2 separate regions of the Anas platyrhynchos genome follow, and region 2 is linked to region 1. Evidence: chromatin contacts called from public Hi-C data. All regions are on one chromosome and are shown on one strand. Each heading gives the region's core, a stretch centred on a gene start, on an enhancer-like site or on the middle of the called end of the contact. The rest is flanking DNA. Distances are from core to core; before and after follow the strand shown.

Evidence for each region. A called contact is a pair of places that touch in the nucleus more often than the background predicts.
Region 2: a contact with region 1 is called in a Hi-C map of subcutaneous adipose tissue, with 2.1 times the contacts expected there. The contact joins two enhancer-like sites. A contact is called at or near these places in 3 of 8 Hi-C or Micro-C datasets (F1 follicle, skeletal muscle and subcutaneous adipose tissue).

The regions. Positions count from the first base shown.
Region 1 is chr25:7,288,503-7,293,772 of IASCAAS_PekinDuck_T2T, forward strand. LOC110353382 (a long non-coding RNA gene) reads right to left here. Exons shown (of 18, transcript XR_011804905.1): 16 at 842-5,270. Among named protein-coding and RNA genes, the nearest start is that of UBASH3B, 180 kb to the right of the region's middle. Within about 2 kb of position 3,424, at least 7 of the 8 cell types and tissues checked have an H3K27ac peak or open chromatin away from gene starts, as enhancers often do. A contact at or near this core is called in subcutaneous adipose tissue, where this site is marked.
Region 2 is chr25:7,324,613-7,330,544 of IASCAAS_PekinDuck_T2T, forward strand. It overlaps LOC110353382 (a long non-coding RNA gene), which reads right to left. Exons shown (of 18, transcript XR_011804905.1): 9 at 3,343-3,374. Among named protein-coding and RNA genes, the nearest start is that of UBASH3B, 140 kb to the right of the region's middle. Within about 2 kb of position 1,734, at least 1 of the 8 cell types and tissues checked has an H3K27ac peak or open chromatin away from gene starts, as enhancers often do. A contact at or near this core is called in subcutaneous adipose tissue, where this site is marked.

The DNA of each region.
Region 1 (5,270 bases), core at 2,174-4,673:
TTCGAGATGAGATTTTTTAAGGTAAATGGCCACAACCACCGCCCTACTATTAGCTGATCAGCCCTAAGGAGGAGAGAGACACTTATTTTTTTTTTTTTCCCTTAAAAGGTCTACCAAACACTATTGTATGTGTGTGTATACGTCTCTATATATACGCACGCGTGCACACATATACATAGATATAAGATATTTTTTTTATAAAATAAAATAAAGATGTCAAAGCACAACTCACAGCTCCCAAGAGCCTAACCCGTGGATTTAAAAGCTAAACATCACAAGTTAGGGTCTCAGGGATTGAGAGGGGCGCAACAAACTATTTCTTGCAAAAAAAAGGGATCAAAAATAAAAGATAAAAAGGAGAGAGAGGAAAAGAATAGCAGGCAAGTTCAATTCATGGCTCAAGATTACAAAACAGGACACACAGGTGGAAGGAAAGAGCTTCTCTAAGGACCCTCTGTTGAGAGAATACATTCCATTTTTAATCGTTTATACAAAAATGACAAGGCGCGGCAGGTTCCTTACAGCTTCCAACAACGTCGCTTGCGACAAATACATTAAAAGTCTCCGCATTTAAATAACGAAGAGGAAGAAAGGAAGGGAAGTTCGGGGCAGTGACGGAATTATTTTCATTGTTTCAACGAAAAGGAATGCAGAAATAAGAGCAGGAATATGCAGGCTCTCCCTCCAGCCGCCTGGCACAAAGCATGCAGCAGCATAAAGGCGCTGCCTCCCCGCCCCCTCCGCCAGCCCCGCGGCCGGCAGGGATGGAGAAGAGGAAGAAAAAAAAAAAAAAAAAAAAAAAAAAAAACCCGAGTCGCAAGAAAATCAGGTAGAAACTCACCACTTGGAAGCGGGGGAGGCTCCAGTTCTTCAGCGCCGAGAGCTGGGGGGGAAAAGCCCCGGCGGCGGGGGGCGGGCGGGCCCCCGGGCGGGCAGGGGCAGGGGCAAGGGGCAGGGGTAAGGGCAGGGGTAAGGGAGGGCAGAGCCGGGACCAGGCTGGGTGCCCGCCGGGTTTTGACACCCGAGCGAGCGCGGGCGAGCGAGCGAGTGCGAGCGTGCGGTGTGCGCAAGCCGGGGGAGGGAGGCGAGGGGTGGGTGTGTGCAGCTGGGCAAGCCGCTTGCATTTTTAAAACATCTTTTTTTTTTTTTTTTTTTTTTTTTTTAAGGGGAGAAAAAAAAAAAAAAAAAAAGGGAATATATCAAGGAAAAGAAAAGGGGGGAAAAAGGAAAAGGAACCGAATTCCTCCGCAGCACCTCGCCTGCCGCCCTCCTCCCTCCGCGCTCCCACCGCCGCCGCCGTTGTTATTATAATTATAATTATCAGCGGCGTTATTAAAGCGGGGGGGCTGGGGGGGCCGCGAGCTGCGGCCCGGCTCCCAGCCCCTGCATCAGCTGGGGCCAGCCGGGAGCCAGAGCAAGCCCCAGGCTGTCAGCCCCGGCCGCCCTCTCCCTTGCCAGCCGCGGGCCGGGCTTTTTTCGAAGGCAAACCTGGAGAAAAACCCATTTTTTTTTTTTCCTTTTTTTTTTTTTTTTTTTCCCGGGGAGAGGAGGGTCCCCGAGCCCCGCGCACACCCGCACCCCCCCCACCCCCCCACCCCGCACACACACACAAAAGGGTCTCCATCCTGCACCGACTCCTCTCCGAGCACCTTGTGCAACCCCAGCCAATGGAAATTTACGCCGGCCATAACCGAGAGCAGGATTTCGTCCCCAGCTCGCCACCTCCTTCCCCGCTCTTCTCCCCCTTTCCCTCCCTCCCTCCCCTCCCTCTCTTCCCCCCCCCCCCCCCTTTCCTCCCCCCCCCCCAAATAAATAATATGGAGCTGCACCCTCCACCCATCTCTGGAGCTGCTTCAGGGCCCAGCGGCAGAACCGGGGGGAAGCCCGAAGGTGCCGGAGGGGGGGGTAAAAAAATCCCAAATTTCCGCCGCTCCGCGCCCGGCGCTGCCCAAAGCGGCCCCCCCCGGCCCGGCCCCGCACGGCCCCGCACAGCGGTCACGGGCCCCATCACCGACCCGGCGGCACTCCCTCCGTCCTTTTCTCACCTCAGGAGTCTGAGCCCATTCACCAAAGTCCTTCCTCGTCCAGGATCTCAAATCTTTGCCTTTTTTTTTTTTTTTTTTCCTCCTTTTTTTTTTTTTTTTCCTCCTTCTGGATCAGCCAGTCCCGACATCATTAAACTACAGTCCTCCTCTTCCTCCTCCTTCCTTCTCCCCCTCTCTGTCTCCCCCTCGCTCCTTTTTTTTTTTTTTTTTTTTTTTTTAATTTCAAAAAGGGGGGGAGTAAAGGCGGGGGGGGGGGGGGGGACGGCTGGTGGGGAGGGGGGGAGTAGACATAGCTGCATGAAGTGGCTGCCTTTTAGAAAGCACATTTAATCTTTACTGGCTCCCCTAGGCTTCGATGAAGTAGAAGGGAAAGGAGAGGAGAGGGGGAAAGAAAAAATCCAGGCAAGGGAGGCTGTTGAGGGACAGCAAGCATCAGGCTCAAATCAACGACCAGATGAAAATGTACTAGACCACACTGCCCCCTCTCTTCCTCTCGCTCTGTCTCCGTCTCTCTCACACACTCTCACTCCTGGAAAGCTTCAGTGTCTGGTTACAGACTCTTTTGGATCCTTCCCCCCCCCCCTCCCCACCCTCGCCCTTTGCCAACTATCCTAGAGATTCCTTGCATGCCTACTTAAATCTTTAACAGAATAAGGACCCGGCTCCCCCCGCCGCCGCCGCCAGCCTCGCACACACACCAGCCCGGCTCCCCCCTCCCCAATAATCCCTTAAGCTCCCGGGAGAAACCCCACAGCCCCCGGGAGAAACCCCAAAGCCCCCCAAGGAGAAACCCCACAGCCCCCGGGACCCCTCCGGCAGCCGGCTGCTGCCCCACGCCGCCATCCTGCGGGGGTGCTTGAAGGGAGGGGGGGGGGGGGGAGGCAAAAAAAAAAAAAAAAAAAAAAGGAAGGGGGGAGGGATGGAAGGGATAAGGGGGGGAATAGGGGGACCGCAGCCCTTCGCCTGGCATCCCTCTGGCTGGATCTGGATTTTAAAACAATAAAATCCGCCGCTGCTGCTGCTCTGTCGGCTTCCCCCCCGCCGCCCCCCCCCCGGCACGCTGCAGCCCGCAGCCGCCCGTGGAAATCGCAGGGAGGCAGCAGGCTGCCTGCCTCATGCCCGCGATGACTTTCGAGCTGCCAAGCTCCTCTCCTCGACCCCCCCCACCCCCCCCTCACACACACACACCCCCCCGAGCCCTCCCCACAAGCCAGCCCTCCGCTCAATGGCAGCCCCGCTGCTGCCTCGCAGCCCGGACTATATTTGCAAGATGTGCTAATTTACCAGCTATATGCCCTTGGATTTTGAAATGAACTCATCAGTCACTGCTCCTAGGACCGATGCTCTCCCTCTCTCTCTCCCTCACACACACACACACCCTCCGCTGCAGACATGTTACTCATTCTCCAAGCATTTCCTCTCCCAATGTCCGTCAGACGCATATACACTTCATTGATCAAACCAAATCCCCTGATAACGATAAATAATAATACAGACAGTTAACATCAGCGGGGAGCTGGGGGGGGGAGAGGGGCTGACGACTAAATCTGCATTGTGCTTTTGGAGGCTGGTGCCTGCAGAGCTGCACAATGCGGAGCGCAGGTACACCCCACAAGACCCCCACCTTGCCATGTGGGGCCTCACCTGCCACCCCACATCCACCAGATCTATGGGGCTGGGGTTTGGAAACACGCCACCAGTGCCCTAGACCTGCCCCTGTACAGGCTGCTGGTGGGAGCAGGAGGTGCTGCTCGCCATAAAGCACCTAGCACTAAATCAATAGGGCAGTCTCTTTGTTACGCCGGGCACTGCACAGGTGCTTTTAGGACTGCAGCGGTGAATGCAGCTGGATATCCACGGCTCCTGAGGGTGCACAGGGAGATTTTCCGAAGCACCTCCCTTAGTTCCCACTGAAATCCTTTGTACTGCGGACAGCCAGCACCTATGCGAGGCACCAGGTTAGGGAGGCGGGCTGTTAAACGTGCCTCTGTGCCTTGCCAGGTATTTTCAAGGGCTTTGGTTTCGGGGTTTTTGTGGCTTTGCTTCCTAGTTCTCTGGGGCTACAATGGGGGAGGCAGGGGAAGCTGCCTCTTGGGATTTTGGCTAGTTCAGCGTCTTGTGTGGGTCTGGCAAAGAGAAAGTGACTGCAGTGTAAGTGTTCGGGAAGTTGGGGAGGGTGGGGCTATCTAGAAATCTTTGACTCACTGGGGTAACTCCCTGAACACAGGAATTAAATTATTACTCAAAGCAGGCTACATTTTATGAGCAGCAGCCTTAGAATGAAATTCTGCATGCATACAGAGTTTGAAACGAGTAAAATAAACATATGGAAATACGTATACAATACATAATTCAATTATTGGGTGCAATGCAGAAGTCCCTGGGTGATAGAGGAGGTGGAATTATGCAGTAAAGGCAGTCCAGGAATCCATGCATACAAATTTTCTCATTTATACCGACACAATCCTGATTGACATCAGCCTAGATAGGGGAAGAATCAAACCCTGTGTACTGAAGGATCTAATCTTTGGGAAAAGTAGACTGGATTAGAGAGACGGTATCTGCCACCATCCTTTCACTACCCGTACAGATACCATCCTCAGCATCATAGCAGTAGGTAAGATTTTGCCATCACAGAGAATTATTTACACCCATTGTCTTTTTCACGTTCCCCTGTCTTCCTTCCAACAACAATAACAAAAAATGTTTGATTTTTTTTTTTAAAGTTTTGCTGCAAACACATAATTTCTTTACACAATTTAACCAAGTCTTTGGAGGATACTTATTTCAAGCAGTTAACACCTGACCCCAATTTTTGTGGGTAATTAGTGAGCTAGATAACCACACAAAGTGGGTAATTATTTAGTACCCAAGGGTACTGTACAAGACGGTAGAGGCTGGCAATGTTAACAAAAGCACATCTCTAATTATTGTATCCATACTGGTGATGTTTTAAGAAGAGTTACTCCATCTAATGATCCATGATAAATCAGTAAACTATTTTGCTTCCCTTAGCATATATGGCTGGTCTAATCAAGGGCAGTATGTGAGGGCAAAGCAAAGCCAAGCCCCAGCTTCGGACTATACACAGACCTCGAGAGAAGCCAGAGGCATCCACTTGGAGAAGTTGGTACGACTGGAAGCATCTGCTCTAGAACAGCAGCCCCAGAGCCATGACTAAGAGCTAACAGTTGGTTGAGCTGACTTGAGAAGCTTGTAGAATAT
Region 2 (5,932 bases), core at 484-2,983, 34 kb after region 1:
CAACAGAAACAGGGCTCGCAGCAAGAAAAACAAGAGAATCCCTGTCCTAATTCATTGTAAACATTCACTTACCGAGAATGCCTTAAGCATTTCCAATAGAACCCCCTTTCCTACACGTGTTCGCCTATGTGGAAAGGAACAAGACAGCAAAGCGAAAAGCTCTCCAAAGCAGCCCGAAAGATAGCTGTTTTGGTAAAAATTTAGGTGAGAGTTCCTAGTGCTTTTCCATTTTGCTTTGCGTTTGTTTTGCCCACTTAAAAAAAAAAATAAAGTTAAAAAAAAATAAAAATGAGAAGAGACATGTCGTAATTAGAGATAATTCCAGGGGAAAAAAAAATATTTATGTGCAGAACGACAACAAAAAGGTATTTCTCTATCTACAGATCTCCCACTCTCCAGTTCTGCTGCAGTTCCCCCTGAACTGCTGCTGCTTGCTCCAATCTGCTGCCTGCTTAACAGCGGAATGACAGGCAACATCTGTTTGTATAGAAGCCAAAATCAAGCCTTCAAAATTTTTTTGGCTCAGTTTCTTTTTTTTTTTTCTTCCCTCTCACCCCCCCTCATTCCCCCTCCCCCTGGAAAGCTTAAAAAAAAAAAAAAGAAATAGAAGGAAAAGAAAAAGTAAAAGCACACAGAAAGGGTTGGAAAGCAGCTCAAGTGAGGCAGCAACTATTTTCCCTCGAGTTATTTCAAGGTACAGTACTTCGAGGATAACTCTTTCCTCTCTCTCCACCCGCCGTCACCTCCTCCCCTGCTCTCCCCACCCTCCAGCCTTTCTCTTTGCCCCACGCTATTAATAAAGTATCGCACAAACTGGGGGAAAAAAAAAAATCCAACGTACCTGGATCACTAAAAGGCCACTCCCTCCTTTGGGGAGGGAGGGAGGGGGTTCTTCAGGAGGCAACTAAAAAAAAATTGGACGGGGAGGGGAATAAAGGGATGGCTCGGGGGACAGTCGTGCCACAATCCTCTCGCCCTTTTCTTTTTTTTTTTTTTCTTTTTTTTTCCCCTTTCCTCCATTTTATAGCCTATAAAATACATCGTGCGTATTTTCAAAATAAAAAAAAAATATATATGTTTTGAAATAAATAAATACGAAAAAAAATAATAATAAAATAAAATAAAAAATCAGCCCGGATCCAAACACAATTCAAATGACTAACAGCGTCAGCCTACTGCCAATTCTGTGGCAAATCGGGAGAAAGCACACTAATTCCACATGCTGAGATGTGAACAACTGGAAGGGAACCAACTCTCTCGAAGTCACAATGAGAAGTACTGCGGTGCCCCCACCCCCAGCCCCACTGCCACCCCTCGCTCGGCGTCCCCCCCCCCCAAGTGCCCTCCTCCCTCCAGGAAAACAAATAAATTAATAAATAAATTAATTAACGAAGCCACTAATTTAACAAAAGGAAAGGGAGAAGGAAAAACAACCACGAGCCCAACAAGCGGAGCTATTTTAAAAACTCGGGGAATGTTTTATCCACTGGTGATTTGGGACAGCGCTCACACACAGACACACACACACACACCCCACATAGAAAAAAGAAAAATAAATTAAAAAAAAAAAAAATCAGACAAGTTGCTAAGGAGACTTGTGTAAACTCAGCACACAGGCACATTTCTGGCCTTTCCCCCTATATTCCATCTCGTATTCCGATCACGCAGCACTGCGGCACGATTGCACCAATGCACTGCATTAATCTTGGCCTTAAACGGGCTGCCTGGCAAAGCGCACGGGGTGGATGTAGCAGCTCCCAACTCCCCAAGTTAAAGGCAGAGAGGGTGGCGGTGGGTGGGGAGGGCCGGGGGGGCGGGAACCTTCCTTCGGAATATAAAATATAGGAGCCGAGCTTAGTAAGGGAATTTTAAAGAGGAAGCATTATCCGGGCATATAGAGAAAGCTGCAAGCCTCCCCGCGCTTGCTCGCGTCTCTCTCTCGCTCCCCTCGCTCTGCCACCTCTCCCAACAAAATCCCCGTCCCCTGGCAGATGTCTGAAACCCTGCCAGAGCCAACAATGTGGGACCCACTCCCTGCCACCAGACGCTGGGGGCCGCAGACTGCCTCATTCTCCCTGCACAGTGGGGTCAGATATCCATATTAAACAACCTTTTTTTTTTTTTTCCCTCCAGTCTCTGATGTGTGTGTTCCTGAACGTTTAGAGATGGTTTGTTCACCTTCTGCTTTTAGGAAAGGAGGTGATTAAATCAAGCCTGACCCATTCAGGGAAGGTGATGGTCGCTGCACCCATTCCTCACTCCTTGGCTGGGACAAAATTCAACTTTTTTTTTTTATTATTATTATTATTATTTACTTTTTTCTCTGTTCCTTATTATTTGGGTGCGGGAAATCTCTTTCTGGAAGCCCTCCTTCCGTCTCTGACGGTCTCAAATCCTCTCCCACTGACAGACAGCTCGGGACAATCGTTCAGCACCCGCCTTTTGCTTGTCGCGTGCGCCAAATTTCACGAGATGAGGATTTCAAGCCTCACGTGAGGAACCCAGTAATCTACAGAAGGGGAGCCCACACTGCCCGAATGAGCATCACCTTCACTTTTTACCAGTAAAAATGAGCAAAACGAGTCCTTTGGTCAGCCTCAGCGCGTTCCCACACCAGAGCTGAGCGTGGTCCCAGCACGGCCAACATCCCACCAAGGTGCCACCCCACCCAGGCTAAATATCGTCACGCAGCGGGCTTGTAGGGCCGAATGCTGATTCCCTGCCCCAGTGCTTGCTGTTCACACGAGGGACCCAAGCCCCATGCTATGCAGGGTGAGGGTGCCGGGCAGCCACACGTCCCACGGGCTTTGTCTCAGCTGCGACGCACGATGCGGATGGATAGCTGTGACTAATGCTCCTGACAAGGCACAAAGGAGGGACAATATGGAAATCTGAAAGGAAAAGTAGAGTCGGACTCCGAGCATCATGTGGAGAAAAGAGAGGCTGGCCATCAAGAGCAACTCTACCGGTATCTTCCACTTAATCTAATGACAGTCTCGCTCCTAAGAGTATTATCGCGGCACCCAGTGGGGCCAGCTCTGGCAGCGCGCTTTCCTTTCAGCTCCAAATGACAGTGTGAGGGCATTACCAGCAAAGGAGAAAATTATAAAGTTCTAATCGCTAAATGCAAGCTCTGAAGCAAGTGAATCTGCAGCACTGCAGAAGAGACAAAGAACAAAATGCCTGTTTTAAAAATGCCTCTCTGGGGGTAAGTGGTTAGGAGGATACGGGGCCACTCTGAACCTAAAGTCCCTGAAATTCAGAGGTGTCCAGCATTGGTCCCACTCATCATTTCTCATTCCTCATGCATAGATGTGCAGGAAAGTGAAATATTTGACTCACCTGACTGCTTAGCATTGTTTGGGAAGAACCACCTGTAATAAAAACACCAAATGAATGAGTTAAAACTACCCATTTAAAAGAAAGGTTTGCCTTTTTTGCTTTAACAGGTAAGAAAAAAGTAGGAATATTATAAAGACACTATCTCCAAACCTTGTAGTGTCTTTCCCAGTTAAACAAAAGCACACAAAACAAACACATCCCTTTCCCCAGCTTGCTCAGTCCTGTTGCACAGATGCTCCGAACCCAGCAGAGTCAGAGCTGCCTGCAGGACTTCACCGTTCACATCCACAGCTTTACAAACGGCTGAGATGGGGTTTAGGATGCTGTAGCACTCGAACTGCTTGCCAAGGAGCTTCTCACTCCCACAGCAGAGCCAGGAGAAGGGAGCACGGCACAACTTCTCATAGGTGTCAATGCAAAAATCGGTCCTTATAACTTAAAACCAGGCAAAGAAAAGGGTACGAACCTAGCTAGGAGTGCTGGAGAGGATTAGGGACCGCTCGCACACTTCTTTCCCCTGGGTGAGCTGCGGGGGGGAGAGCTGCCTGCAGACATGCAGACCTTCAACCAGCCCGGCTGAGCTGGGAAAAGGATATTTGCCTTTGCCTCCAGCGAGCCGTCTGTAGTTTGCCTTTGAAAACCTCATCCCGCAAAGCAGACATATCCAGCCCTGCCGAGGCTGATTCAGTCTTTCATCACGGAGGTGGATAACCGAGCCCCGCGGAGCCCTGCCTCGAGGAAAATGCTCGGCACTGGGCAAAGATCCCGAGTGTGCTACACCTACACCTACACCAGCTCCGTCAAAATCCGCACTGCCCATGGAGAAGACGATTTGTGCATAGCCCAGGCATAACTTGAGCATTTTTCCAGAATCGGAAGGTCTCAGCCTGCTAAAGAGCTGTTAAATAAACCATCAGGCCCAGTAAGATGGGATTCGCCAGGCACCAGGATGGGTAGAAAAGCAAGAATTACGGCAAGGTAGGAGCCAGAAAAATGTGCCAAAACCACCGCAGATGCAGTACCAGGTAGTTACCATGCCTTCCCAGCCCTGGGTCCTATGGTTTTCACAGGAATTTTTAGTGTTGAGGTTGACTAAGTGGGGCCATATTTTTGTTTTGGTTGCAAATTGAAAGCCGCTATTTTTATCCACAAGTCCCCCAAAGCATCTGTTTCTCTCTCGCTATTTGAGACTTCCTTTTATAAGACCTAGTTAGAGGTATATCATTATTTTTAAATGTTACCCTTTGCAGTCACACTGACTTTTTATCATCATTACGTGTGTCATTAGCTGTCTGTTGGAACTGTGTAATCTGAAGATGAGGGAAGAAAACCCTTGCAGGGGGTCTGAGCGTTACCTCCCCTTGAGCAAATATTTTGGGATAATACCTACGATGTGGTACAGACTAGAGCATCCCCGGTGCAAAGAAAAGCAGTCTCATTACAGGTCAGTCTTTAAGGTCACCCAGAGATAGAAACTGTCTGGAAGCATCCACAGAGCAGGTGAAATCCCAAGCAGAGAAGGAAAACACCTGACTTGTTCCTAGCCTGTAGTCAAGTCACAAACATCTAGAGAAACCTGTGCAAATACCGTCTGTCACTGCAAGCACTGCATTCACAGCACGTTCTGTTCCTCCCAAAGAGCAAAAGATGGGTATAGATCAAATTGTTTCATGGACGGACACTAGGAGAGCAGAGAATGTGTCTTACAGGTTATGCGGAGCCACAAGTATGGCAGATGTGACAGGGTGGTAGTTTGGGACACTTTTTATTGCCTCGTCACCAATGTCCCCAGGTGACGGACAAGTAAATAAGATCTGGTTTGGGTTACGCTTTTCATACCTCTTAAGGCCTTCTATAAATAAATAAATAAATAAATAAACAAATAAATAAATAGAAAGCTGTCCTTTATATGCCCTGGGAGATTCTGAAGGGGAAGAAAAAAAAAAATCTATCTTCTTCCACCCTGAACTCAAAGCTGTAATGGAGAGACCAAGGTATGGAACAGCAAATTTGAGACAGAATAGGAATGGTTCCTGAGAGTGGGAATAACCTTACACTGTAAGGGAATAAACCAGAGGGGTGCAGAGGACCTTTTCTTGATGCAGCTTTGACTACCCAAGCCCCCTTCACAGCTGCTTATTCAAAAAACAGTTGCTGTGAAGGCAAAACCAGCTCCAGCACCCTAGGTCGCATGATGCACCCAAGGATTTTCAGTCTTCTTTTCATTATCCAGGTGCCACATCACGCCAAGGGAGCGTGGATGAAAAGTTATAGACAACCCTTTGGACAACCATCTCCACTAGGACCCAGCACACCTTGGAGGCACGCAGGGTGCTGAGACCACAGCGGGCACGCGCGCAGCTCACCCGGGCTACCCAGCCCTACCAGGAGCTGCCACTGCCTGCCACGTGCCCCCCGGGGAGAAGGTTTGCACACACCTACACATTCCTTCTGCATTATGCCATGGGAGGTTCACTCCTTTGGCCACCGATTCACTGAGCTCCAAGCGAAGCAGCCGTCCAAAAGCCGGAGCAAAGACAAAGAGCTTGACTGGCATCTCGCTGGATTTGGAAGTCAGATATAAATCACA